2 separate regions of the Mus musculus genome follow, and region 1 is linked to region 2. Evidence: chromatin contacts called from public HiChIP or PLAC-seq data. All regions are on one chromosome and are shown on one strand. Each heading gives the region's core, a stretch centred on a gene start, on an enhancer-like site or on the middle of the called end of the contact. The rest is flanking DNA. Distances are from core to core; before and after follow the strand shown. Region 1 overlaps Gm51939 (a long non-coding RNA gene). Region 2 has its middle 56 kb from the start of Ehbp1.

Region 1 (6,392 bases), core at 1,085-3,584, 230 kb before region 2:
CACCACCATTTTCATGTTCCTACTAGTATGGCCTGTTAAGTACTGCTTAAAGCATCCAATTGCTCTCCTAATCCAAAATCCTAAATTCCACATTCCACCAACAAGCAACATGGTCAGGCCTGTCACAGCAACACCCCACTCCTGGTATCAGCAGAATGCAAACAATGGAAAGTGTTTAACTGAGAAGGTGTTGGAGAATAGTTGATATATCTTTATAAATATCCTTTTTAGATGCTGCTTGCTGGACATTTTATAAAAACTGAGCCTTGAGGGCCTTGAGATTTATTTGTGTTAAACAAAAAAAAAATTTTTTTTTTTTCTCATTATGGTCCTCCTTAGAAGGTGCAACTCAGGTAAGGGACTGTCTGTCATAATTTATTCGGGAGATTCTAGGGAACAGACACAAAGGCACAGGGAGAGGAGGAAAGAGAGTCCACCCACATACCTTAATGAAGCCATTTCTTAGCAATTGATGCTTAAGCCTACTCAGGGTCTTTTGGAAAGAAAAAAAAAAAAGTCTCTGGATTGTCCTGATAAACAGCCAGCAGGAGTAGCCATCCATCATTGTTTGAGGGCTGTATTCACATGAGTCCTAACTGTGTGCCCCTTTCTGCAATGCCATTGTAGAAACAACAGTGAACACAGGGCAGGGGCCTGGTTTTGAGGCAAGACTCTGTCAAGGTGAGGGGTCTCTAACCTCAAAGGGCCACCCCACATGCCCACTGTAGCAATTGGGTTCATATGAAGGTAGCACCTTCAGCCATACCATAGCTCTCTCAGTCCCCCTTCGTCCTACTGCTTAGGCCTCTCCTTTTCTAGTAGTCCCACCGACTCCTGTTAAACCTCTCATTTTTCCTGGGAAGACTTCTATTTATAGTTACAAGGCAAAAGTACATTAAACTATTGGCATAGTTGTTTCTTTGGCTCCAGATAAGTGGCTCTGGTGGTAAAATTTTAGATGAGAGCCGGGTGTGGTAGTGCACGCCTTTAATCCCAGCACTTGTGAGGTAGAGGCAGGTGGATTTCTGAATTCGAGGCCAGCCTGGTTTACAAAGTGAGTTCTAGGATAGTCAGGGCTACACAGAGAAACCTTGTCTCAGAAAAAAACAAAAAAAAAAAAAAAAAACAAAAAAAACAAATCAGATGATCAGACTCCAGGGGGTAAGATCTATAGCTTTCTAACTTCAGGAAGAGGCTCAGAAAGGCAGCAAGCTCCTAACCGGAGGAGGCACCTAGATGAGGCTCAAGCTAGACTCATGTTTTCTCCTAAATCTACCCCAGATCATGTGACAGGACGGGAACTCTTTCTTAGGCAGTATTGCTTGATAGTTCCTTTCAGCTGGAGAGAGCAGCATGTACTGCTTCCTGGCTTCCTGAATGGAAGGGGCAGGAAGAAGGAAATCCAGAGATCCCAACTCTGGCAGCTGCTACTGGGGTTCTAGCCAAGATCCTCTGAGCACATGGCACGTTCTGTGCATCTATGGGTGGGATGGATATGAGCATTCCTTCCTTACCTTTCAGTGGATACCTGACCAGGCTGAAAAGGAAGAATGCTTGATTCAAGCACTTGTAGTTTCCCCCTTGGCACAAGCATCTTGTTTGCTTCTTGCACTGATCTGAGCAAATCAGTGTGAGTGGTCCTGGCTCAATAGCAGGAGAGGCTGGACACATGTCCTTCATTTCCTGTACCTCTGGCAGGAAAGATAGACATAGTTTGGGCTGTAGGATTCCCCCTTGCTTTATTATTATTATTTTCAAACTTTTATTGTACTTATCCTGAAACAATTTCTAAAAGGACATTTTGTTCTGCGGGTAATTTAGAAAAAAAAATGGAATTCTGTTTCATCAGTTTAGAACAACCTAAAGATCTTTCTCTCCCCCTGCCCTTTGTCTTTCTGTCTCTCTTTGTGTGAGGGAGGGGAAGGGACACAGTGGTGGTGTTGGGCAGGGAGAGAGAGAGAGCATGAGCTGGGCTGGGGATTGGTTTGACCTTTCACAGTCCTCTCCCACAGTTGTAGGCCTAGTTGGGAACCTCTGTGAAGCGGTTCTGATTGTGACTAGTGCCTCAGGGAAGACAGTTGGGAAGGCAGATAAAAGAGGAGAAGGTCATCTGTAAGCACCCAAGGATAGACAGAAGCCAGTGTCTGTCTGCATTGTTCCTGTAGATGGTGTCTCTGTCCTGCAGGAGTGGCTCCTTCCCTTTGCCACGGAACTAAACACTTATCTATGGGGAAAGGCTAAGGGAAACTCAGAGGAAGGTAGAACTGCTCTGAGCTTCACTGCTGCCTTCTTCCCCACCGGCAACAAAAAATGATGATCCTTCAGATGAACAACAAGAGAGCTTCTGTCTCACACCCTTCTTCCAGACCACACACAAGAGTCCTCTTTGACAAGGTCAAACAAGAAATGCACTGCTGGGAAATTTAGTTGAATGTAGATAAACTGACACTTTTTTTTTTTTTTTAAAGCCTGTGATTTGAGCAGTGTACTGGAGGCATTAGTAAATTATGTATTCTCACAATAATCTCCATTTATACATACGAGGGAAACCAAACAAAGCCACTGCAGTGAGCATGATGGAATTGGGGGTTGGGGAAACAGGGAAGCATGTGACCTCAGCCCCCTCTTAGAAAGCAATGTGGATTATAGAGGTCCTGATCAAGAGGTTTCTGAGGCAAACAATTCGCAATGGGCTAGAGAACCTTTTTGGTAATATTTTGGCAAAGAGTGTGACTGCTTTCTGTTCTTGACCTAAGAACTTACTTGAAGCTAACTTGGAAAACAATGGACTAATTTCTTTGGCCGAAAAGTCTCCAAGACAGCCTAATATCAATTATGTTGTGTGTTTGTCTGTAATCACTGTTAGATAGGTCTATAATGAAAAGGAGCAAGTGGAGTAAAATAAATACAAAATGTATAGTTTGAAGATAAAAATGGCACCAGGAAATTATATTTCAGAGCCAATGCTTGTGCTGAAAGAGAAAAAAATAAAGAGAGGATCGGTGCAAAATGCAATGAAGGGAGTGATGCCCTCAGGGCAAGACTCCATCCAGCTAACTTTCCAGCTGTGAAAAGGAAAGTTCTGAGGATCTTTTTTTGTTCCTAAAAACCACCAACAAAGAAATCTTCTACTAATATAGGGGGCCAGGTTCCAATCTAAGTGGGCAGTTGAATTTGGCAGTGTCATATATATTAGAGTCATGAAAGACACTTGGCTAAAGGGGAACCTTCCTCCATGGTAAAGGAGAGCCACTGAAGCCAAACACATGACAAGGAGTATCAGTATGAAGAGCCTGAGAGACCATTGTGTGCAGCTATGAAACTGAAGCCTTGATTGTGTTGGAGATCCTTAGATGTTGGACACAATAACCAGGAACATCTGCCAAGGAGAGTGTCAGACTGGGAATGGAAGTGAAGTATGTTGCAGGCAGTAAAGCTGGAAGGGTAGAGCCATCTAAGCCCATTGACATCATGAATGGAGCAATGTAGAGCTTTCCCTGCTGGGTTTTGGTCTTTCTTTGGCCTATTATTTTATTCCCCACTTTGGGAATGTATCCCATTCCCCACTTTTGGGAATATATATTTTGTGTTATTGTATGTTGGAGGTTTGTAATTTGTGTGTGTGTGTGTGTGTGAGGTGGGGGATGAGACAGAATTCCTCTGTATAGCTTTGGCTGTCCTGGAACTTTCTCTGTAGGCCCCAAACTCACAGATCTGCCCACCTTTGCCACCTGAGTGCTGTTATTGAAGCTATGTGCCACCACACCTGGCTGAAATATGTAATTTTTATTTTATTTTATTTTACAGGAGTCTACAACAAATAGATTGTCTTGGGTCTCAGAGAGGATTTGGACTTTTAAAGTTTATTGAAATTGTGAAAGACCATGAGGACTTTTGAAGTTGGACAAAATGCATTTTACATTATGATATGGTCATAAACCTATTGAGGCCAGGGAGCGGAATGTGGAATGTAGAAATTGGCCCTCATATGTGGCTCTTTGTATTATGTTAATTTGGGTCCCCAAATTGTTTACCTGAAAATCCACACGTCTGCATGCAAGACACTGAGGGACTGGACTGTGCCTCCATTTGGTTCTGATTGGTAAATAAAGTTGCTGGCAGCCAATGGCTGGGCAGGGCAGATAGAGGCAAGACTTTTAGGATTCCCAGGCAAGGGAAGGAGGGAGAAGGAAGAGAAATCCACACTGCTGGGAGATGGAGAGAACAGATTCTATGCCTGAGAAGGTGAGGGACAGAGAGCATAGCCCCCATGTAGGAGCCAGGGAGAGCATCCCCAAGAGGGCTGCCCAACTGGGTCCAAGGCATCAAAGATAAAATAAGATTTAGTAAGTAATAACTTGGGAATATTGGAGGGAGGTAGATTAATCATGTGGAGGTTAAAAAGTGGCCCGGTCATTGAGCTGGTTAAGGCATATCAAAATATAAAGGCTATGTGTATGTCTTTCATTGGAGAATCCAGAACATTGGGGCAGGTATTGAGAAACACACCTTCACTGGGATCAATTTGATTATTTAATTGGGTACTACTATACTCATGTGCTTGTAAGTTTGAATTCTTGCTTTTCAGTTTGTGGAAATATTTGGAAAGGATTAGGAGGTGTGGCTTTGTGGGAAGAGGTGTGTCACTGAGGGTGGGTTTGAACTTTCAAAAGACTCCTGATTTCAGTTCTTTCTTGATATTTCATGGTTGTGGATCAATATGTGAGCTCTTAGCTGTACCTTTAACACAACCATGACTCTAACCCTCTAAAACTATAAGCAAAATTAAACACCTTCTTTTATAACTTTCCTTGATCATAGTATTTTATCACAGCATTAGCAACTAAGACATATAGTATTTACAGACTTTGTCAGCAAGTGAATTTGACAATATTCTTTTCCTGTTTCAGTACAGCTAATTCACAATGAAAGAGCCCTGTGACCTACTTATAAGCTTCTGGTTTTGTCTTTTTAGCAAACATATACAGCAAGATTTACCTAGCTGTTATCCTTGTTTTGTTTTGAGTTAGTCTTACATGTAGCCAAGGATTTCCTAAAACTTTCCATCTATCCCTATCTGAGAGTCCACTGCCTCTGGAGTGCTAGAACTAGAGGTGAAGACTGCCATGCTCTAAAGTTATCATGCTTTCTACTCTAAAGCCACTCTTTACCCTTTTCTAAGCTTAATGTTATGCTTTGAGTGGGAGATGTCCTCCACAGGTTTGTGTTGGTCCCTGTACTGGCTAGTTTTGTGTCAACTTGACACAGCTGGAGTTATCATAGAGAAAGGAGCTTCAGTTGAGGAAATGCCTCCATGAGATCCAACTGTAAGGCATTTTCTCATTTAGTGATCAAGGGGGAAAGGCCCCTTGTGGGTGGGACCATCTCTGGGCTGGTAGTCTTGGGTTCTATAAGAGAGCAGGCTGAGCAAGCCAGGTGAGGCAAGCCAGTAAAGAACATCCCTCCATGGCCTCTGCATCAACTCCTGCTTCCTGACCTGCTTGAGTTCCAGTCCTGGCTTCCTTGGTGATGAACAGCAGTATGGAAGTGTAAGCCGAATAAACCCTTTCCTCCCCAACTTGTTTCTTGCTCATATGTTTGTGCAGGAATAGAAACCCTGACTAAGACAAATTGGTACCAGGAGTGGGGTATTCCTGAGACAACCTGACCATGTTTTGGGGAGGTCTGTGGAAGGACTTTGGAACTTTGGGTTTGAAGATCCATTCCTTGTTAATAGCTCTGTTAGATGTTTTGTAGGAGCTTGGAAGATAATGTTGAGAACAGTGCAGAAGATGGAGGCCTGGCTTGTGAAATTTCAGAGGGAAAATTAAAGACTCTTTTCAGGGCCATTCCTGTTTTGATTGTGAAGATTCTGTAGTTCTGGTTAGCTGGGGCTGAAGAATTAGCTGTGATTAACAAGATACCAGAACTACTAAAGCAAAAACTTTGCATTACTGGGACTATTGATGCTGGTTAGCTGGAGCTAAGAAAGTAGGAGTGATTAAGAAGAGACCAGCATCATTGAGGTGACATCTTCTGGGAAGTGTTTTCTGAGAGCACAGTGGCTGTGTTCCAGATATAGCCAAAGTTGTACATTGTGCTGTGGCTGGACTTGGTAATGTGTAAGGGTCACCTAGGTGGTACTGGTTTTGAAGGCATGAAGGAGTTGAGCAGAGCAGCTGAGGCTTGGCACTGTGAGAGGCCATGGAAGGCCATTGGTGAAGGTGCACTGCAGTTGCAATTGAAGGCCCAGGACTGAAGGGGTCATGCAGTGTTTTGGAGATGCCAGTACCATGAGATGACCACCAAGAGCAGCAGCAGCAGTGGAGTACAGGCATCTGGAGCCTAGAGGACGATGCGTGTGCTACAAAGGGCATGGCTGGAGAAGTGAC
Region 2 (6,409 bases), core at 2,181-4,680:
TGGCCTCAGCAGACAGGAGAATCCAGAATTGCTCTGGCTGGAAAGCAAGCTGCTGATAGGGTGACTCTGCACACAGCTGACTGGAAAGGGTTTGCTTTTTTGGAAGCACTTTATGGGTGTTCTAGGCAGGATGCTTAACAGAATACTGTCAACCAGATGGTTTGTAAACAATAGAGATTTTATTGCTTCAGTTTTGGAAGCTGAGGAATCCAAGGTCAAGGTGCCAACAAATTTAGGTTCCTCCTTCATAGATAGCGCCTTCTTGCTGCAGTCTCCCATAACAGAGCAGAATGTGCTATAAGCTTAATAAGGGGTCCAGTCTCATTCATGATAGTTCATGATAGATAGATCTAATCAAAGACCTCTTCTCCAGATACTCAAGAATGGCTGAGGCCTCCTGAACTCATCCCCTTTCCGATTAGCTTCCATTATCTGCTTGTAATTCCTCATGGAGGGCTGGGGCCTCAAGTTTTCCCTAACCTGTGGCATGATTGGCAGGCCCAGTCCTGTTCAGTTCTTGTGTTAGTAATCACACTGGTATGAGGTCAAGAGTACAACTCTCTCAGGAGAGACAGCCATTTTCTTCAGTGATGTAAAAAACCCCTGGTAAGGAACCTATGCTCCTGCAAACAGCCCCTCACCCAGGATCCTCTGAGAAACCCTAATTAAAAAAACAATACAAAAATAAATAGGAAGGGGGCTGATTGGTGATTAATAGGAGATAAGGGATTGGTGAGAGTGGGAGGGAGCAATAGGGAGTAATGGGGGTGAATTTTATTAAAATATAGATGAGTATGAAAAATGTCAAATGAAACACATTATTGTATATAATTTATTAATAGACACATACAAAAAGCATCACCTCCACTACCACATAGTGATATTACATATCCTTGTACTATCTACCACACAGAATATTAGGTTTTAGCAAAGAAATATAGGAGAAATACAAACAGTAAATGTAGAGCTTGCTCTCTTCTTGGCTTCCCACTCAGTGCCCAGCAAGACATACTTGTCTCTTATTTTGCTTACTTGCCTGTTTCTGGCTTTGGGGGCTGCTACCTAGGCAGAGTCAGGAGCTGGATGATGTACGATTCATTTCCAGGCTTGCCTTCTTATAGAAATATTCTCTAGAACTTGGCATACAATCTAGTGTGTTGTTAAGCATAATTAATCACTACCCTGTTGCAGAGTGTGCACTGAAGCCTTGGTTCTCTACAAGAATAGAGACTACTGAGGTTGAAGTTTCTAAGAGGAACAGACACTGAGCCCCTTATAAGTTTCCAATGCCAGTTGTATTTCTAGAAGCTTGACATACAGACTATATGACTTTAACCTTTTTATATATCCTATGACTCCAAGGATATGCCCATTGTCCCATTATATCAATTCTAAGTTATCTCATTTGAAGCATGAAAACATTAATTTGGATATATATGCATATATCACATATATCTATATGAATAGATATGATATATATGTGTATATCATATGTATATACATCTATGTATTCACATATATACATGTATACATGTTTGTATATATGTGTGTGATTCACAGATAATAAGATTTAACCCTAGTTGTGAGTAATTGGACACCGACCAGACAGCATTGAACTATGTGATATATGAAATATTATACACATATGATTTATATCACATATATAATGTATCACATATATATGTAATATTTATCACATAGTTCAATGCCATCTGATAGGTGTTCAATAAATCACAACTAGAGTTGAATCTTATCTGTAAATTCCATATCTACAAATCTGCTTAGACATTAAAGTCTCCCCAAGTCCACAGTCAGCTTGTGCAGAGAGTAAACACTGAGAGTCATGTGGCATGCATAATCCTAGCTGAGCTCAATAGCCTTCTGGTTTCAGTTCTTATGCTATAAAGAAGCACCATTTTGTGGCCTCTTTAATGGTGTGTTTCATGTAGTGATAAAGGCATTGGATTAGGGTGTTTACAATGGTCCCTAAGTGTGCTACTGAAGTTCTATCTAGTATTTTACTGTCTAATCAACTGCTATCAATGATATCAATGACTATGAAGTTATTCCAGCATCTATCTCCCTCTTTCTGCTTTTACTTTACTAGAATCTCAAAGCATTATCTCTTAATGGTCTCAATCCAATTCTGAAATGACCTTGACTAGTACATAAAGCTAATTCCTGCCTACAGCCCACCATTTGTTAAGCCTGATATGAAGTTAGTTGTGAGAACCCCAACCCCATGGCATATGGAGGTCTGTTGGGAAGTCTGTCGAATTGAAGAAGCTCTGGAGTTGAATTCGCCAGCCTGTATCATAGACCCTGATCATCTTGTGTCCAAGTATGTGTATTGAATGTCTTCATCACCTCTAAGACATGTCACTTCAGCATTTTCTACAAGTGAGTGTCCAGCATGTGTCTAATAGTTACTGTCCCCATTAGCTTTATACTCTCACAGGAAGAGACTCAAAAGTAGATGTAATATATTATGGTCAGTAATGTTTGGATGAAGCTGGGAATATGTAAGAGGAATGATAAATCTGTGAGAAACCTTCCCAGAAAAGTTGGTATTAGAATATAGTCTTCTATTTGTTTACTCAACCTACTTTTATCTGAGGACTCTATCACCTCAATATGTTACCTTTGAGTAGGTGGTCACTACATTCTACACAAAAGAAAAGAATTATTTTATGTAAAGAAAATAGAAATAGAGCATTTCACTGTCTCTGTACAGAAATAAGTCGTAATTTTCCATTCATCTTTCCTTGATCCAAATAAATCCTAAGACTCTGCTTAATGGGAAGTAAAGCAAGAATAACAGTGTTTTAATTAGGGTTGTATTCCTGTGAACAGATACTGTGACCAAGACAACTCTTATAAGGACAACAATTATTTGGAGCTGGCTTACATGTTTAGAAGTTCAGTCCATTATCATCAAGGCAGAAGCATGGCAGAATTGTTCTTGGAATTCATGCTCCTCTCTGGTGTAGTGGATAGGGCTGAGTTTGTTTCAGCTGTTGTTATTCATGTGTATCTATGGAAAACATGTTTTTGTCATATGCAGCTTATCCTTGTGATTGGACAATTTACTCAGGTGACTCTGCTTAACCCTCGGAGTATAAATTGTCTGATGCGCTGAATAAAGTTGATTATTTCATAAGACTTTAGTCTGCCTCAGTTTTAGGTCTGCTTTTTCCCAAAGACCTCCAACATCCAGATGTGTTTTGCTTGAAACCTTTGGCTGGGCTGTGTCTTCATTCACTGGCTAAGAAGCATCTAAGATCTGGAAAGAGCAGCATCTGAGGGTTGAGAAGGGTCTTTGATTGCAGAGGAGGCTGCCATCCACACCCACACCCATGCCTATGCAGCAGTGTGCAACTCCAAGTTTTGCTGCTCTACAAGCTGGTCCTTATCCGGCAGCCCTCACATTTCTGCCAAGAGCCCTCAGCAGGACACATTCCCAACTGGGTGGAGGAAGAATTCCTAGCATTCTTCCACTGTCTTCCAAGAGTCCTAAACTCCAGTAGGATGAAAAAGAAACAAAAGAAAACAAGAAAAGCCTCCTTCATTTCTGATGTCTGGAATCAATATGTAATATATCTTACTCTCCAGGGCATGAAAAGGAAAAAAAAAAAAAAAAAAAGAGGGATCTGGAGCCAACAAGAAATGTACTTGAGGAATCACAAACTCACCACTGACAGTCAGGCCTGTGCTGTTTTACCTTTGACCTTGCTTGTTGACTGTGTGGACCCAATGTCACCCACATACATCAGAGCAGTGCAAGTATCAGTTCTGCTTGGTGAACAAGGAAGAACAGTGTGGATGTTTGCATGAACATTGTCACTTAGCAAGCACAGCACAAATGTGGTCTCTTCATAGTTAATTTATATTTCACAGTGTTTTATTACTTATACAATCTCATTCAGTCTTCATGAGATACCCAAGAAAGGCTTTGTGTTTTGCTATTTCTGCTTTACTAAACAAAAACCTGAACCAAGGCAGGAGGTACTTGCTCCTTGTCGACAAGTTGGGAGGCAGAGTTGGCCTGTGATTAGTCTTCTGACTTCCCTTTAGGATGACTCTCCCAAGTTTTCCCATTATGGCATCACAGATGCTACAGGGTGGCCACCAGGCATCTGTCCAGTTAGAGGGTAACATCTAACTTTCCCTTCCAGAGAGGGACTCCAATGAGAGACTGGCACTTGCTGTATAAGGCATAGAGTCAGTATGCCCACAGTGTCAAAGAATAAAACGGGACCAGTTACCAGCAACTTAAGAAGCTGCATCAAAAAGACAAGCTAACTATCCAAGCAGTGATTTCAACCACCGCTAACAGGTAGGCCATGAACATCCTCCCAAGATTTCACCAAATGTCTTTTCTTTGAATATTAGTAGCTAATGGCTCATGATGTCCTGGATTTGTGTGTGTGTGTGTATGCTTTGTCATTAAATGCCACTCGCTAATTGTGAAGCGTAAGTAGTATTTGGGGTTCACAAATGAAATTTTAACAAATAACTAGAGTTCAACAAAAATCTAAATGAAAATTTGCCTGCCTGATAGGCAACACTTGTTGGTGATGTTGAAGTTTCTATTATAAACTACAGGGCTGCCTCGGCTTTGGGGACGTTTACCGTGTTCTTGGCACCAGTGTGTACTGAGTAGGTTGCAATTGCCAGTGGCTTCTATTCCTGATAGTTCATCATAAGTTATACTTCATCTATTTTCACCATCACCTATCTATATTTGGTTTGGAATACACTATTTGATTAACCCTATGATAGGAAAGTGGTGCCCATACATTATAAATTGATATACTTTATGGCTTATGTTTTCTAAGGCAATACTTTCAAACAAATTGAGATTATAGTGTACACAGGATGCACCCATACCAATAGTGCTGAGGCAGATGTTTATGATGCTCACAGAATGCTTTGTGTACAGTGTCTTGCTGTCTGTCTGGCAGTTCTTCAAGAAGCAGAAAGGGCTAGGGCAGGTGAACCTTGGAGCCCTCATCCCTGCTAGGTGAACCTTAATCAAAAAAAAAAAAAAAAAAAGAAGGGGGGGGGTGGAACCTGATTCATTTTAATGATGTGAAAAGAACTGCAGAGGCCAGAAGAGAGTGACAGCTCTGTGAAGGCAGGATCTGGAGAGATTCTAAGCTGATGTCATTTTAGGTGTCTTTTCTGTTGCTTCAGGCATGGATAGCAAAGGGCCATGAAAGGGGACCTCCTCCAGGATCTACACAGTAATCTCATTTGTACATACTAAAATACACTTCCAGGAACAGAGGAGGGCTGAAACCCACTTGTTCCTTACTGACCATGAATCCTAGTGCCAGAAGAGGTCAGCGCTTTGTAATCTATCTGCCTCTACAAAGTGCTCTTAAGCAAGTGGTTTTTAAAGCACCTAATATGGGAAGATCATGGCCCTTGAGATACTTCAGAAACTCCTAGATGCTGCTTCTTCATGGTTATACCCAAAGTTGCCACTTTGTGCTCCTCATTAGAAAACATGGTGGAAAAATGTTATTGAGAGTCGTGAAATATCAATATGTAGGACAGTCTGATGATGGTCTTACATTTTTGAAAAGGAAAAAAAAAAAACATAAAACAGGGGTGGGGGTGGGGGAGAACCAAAGTACAAAATAAAGTCTTCTGTGTCTCAAATGCCACCAAGAAATCCTGCTCCTAGGTGCTGGGGTGGGGATGGGGATGGGGAAAATCTCAAAGCATGAACCCAATCAGAGGTGCCTTTTTAACCCGAGAGCCTTTGAGTTTGAATTCAGGCAAAAGGAAATTGTTTATCTGAATAATTAAAAGCTCCTTATTAATTAACATGGCTAAAATAGATCCTCTTCAAAATGCACTGGTCTAAAATACAACTTAACCATACTTTATTATAAGCATTATGTTGGGAGCCGCCCCCACATTCGCCGTTACAAGATGGCGCTGACATCCTGTGTTCTAAGTGGTAAACAAATAATCTGCGCATGTGCCAAGGGTATCTTATGACTACTTGTGCTCTGCCTTCCCCGTGACGTCAACTCGGCCGATGGGCTGCAGCCAATCAGGGAGTGACACGTCCGAGGCGAAGGAGAATGCTCCTTAAGAGGGACGGGGTTTCGTTCTCTCTCTCTCTTGTCTCGCGCTCTCTCTCTTGCTTCGCTCTCTTGCTTTTCTCGCTCTCTTGCTTCTTGCTCTCTTTTCCTGAAGATGTAAGAATAAAGCTTTGCCGCAGAAGATTCTGGTCTGTGGTGTTCTTCCTGGCCGGTCGTGAGAACGCGTCGAATAACAATTGGTGCCGAATTCCGGGACGAGAAAATCCGGGACGAGAAAAAACTCGGGACTGGCGCAAGGAAGATCCCTCATTCCAGAACCAGAACTGCGAATCAAGGTTATAAGGTTCCCG

What was found. HiChIP or PLAC-seq counts read pairs in DNA pulled down with a chosen protein or histone mark.
Region 1: a contact with region 2 is called in an H3K27ac HiChIP or PLAC-seq map of embryonic stem cells, with 2.3 times the contacts expected there. The contact joins two enhancer-like sites. A contact is called at or near these places in 3 of 115 datasets of contacts at active chromatin or transcription factors (embryonic stem cells and stem cell-derived neural progenitor cells) and 1 of 9 other capture datasets (embryonic stem cells).

The regions. Positions count from the first base shown.
Region 1 is chr11:22,568,988-22,575,379 of GRCm38.p6, reverse strand. All of the region lies in intron 1 of Gm51939 (a long non-coding RNA gene), which reads left to right. Among named protein-coding and RNA genes, the nearest start is that of Gm51939, 12 kb to the left of the region's middle. Within about 2 kb of position 2,334, at least 12 of the 459 cell types and tissues checked have an H3K27ac peak or open chromatin away from gene starts, as enhancers often do. A contact at or near this core is called in embryonic stem cells, where this site is marked.
Region 2 is chr11:22,340,037-22,346,445 of GRCm38.p6, reverse strand. No RefSeq gene overlaps it. Among named protein-coding and RNA genes, the nearest start is that of Ehbp1, 56 kb to the right of the region's middle. Within about 2 kb of position 3,430, at least 20 of the 459 cell types and tissues checked have an H3K27ac peak or open chromatin away from gene starts, as enhancers often do. A contact at or near this core is called in embryonic stem cells, where this site is marked.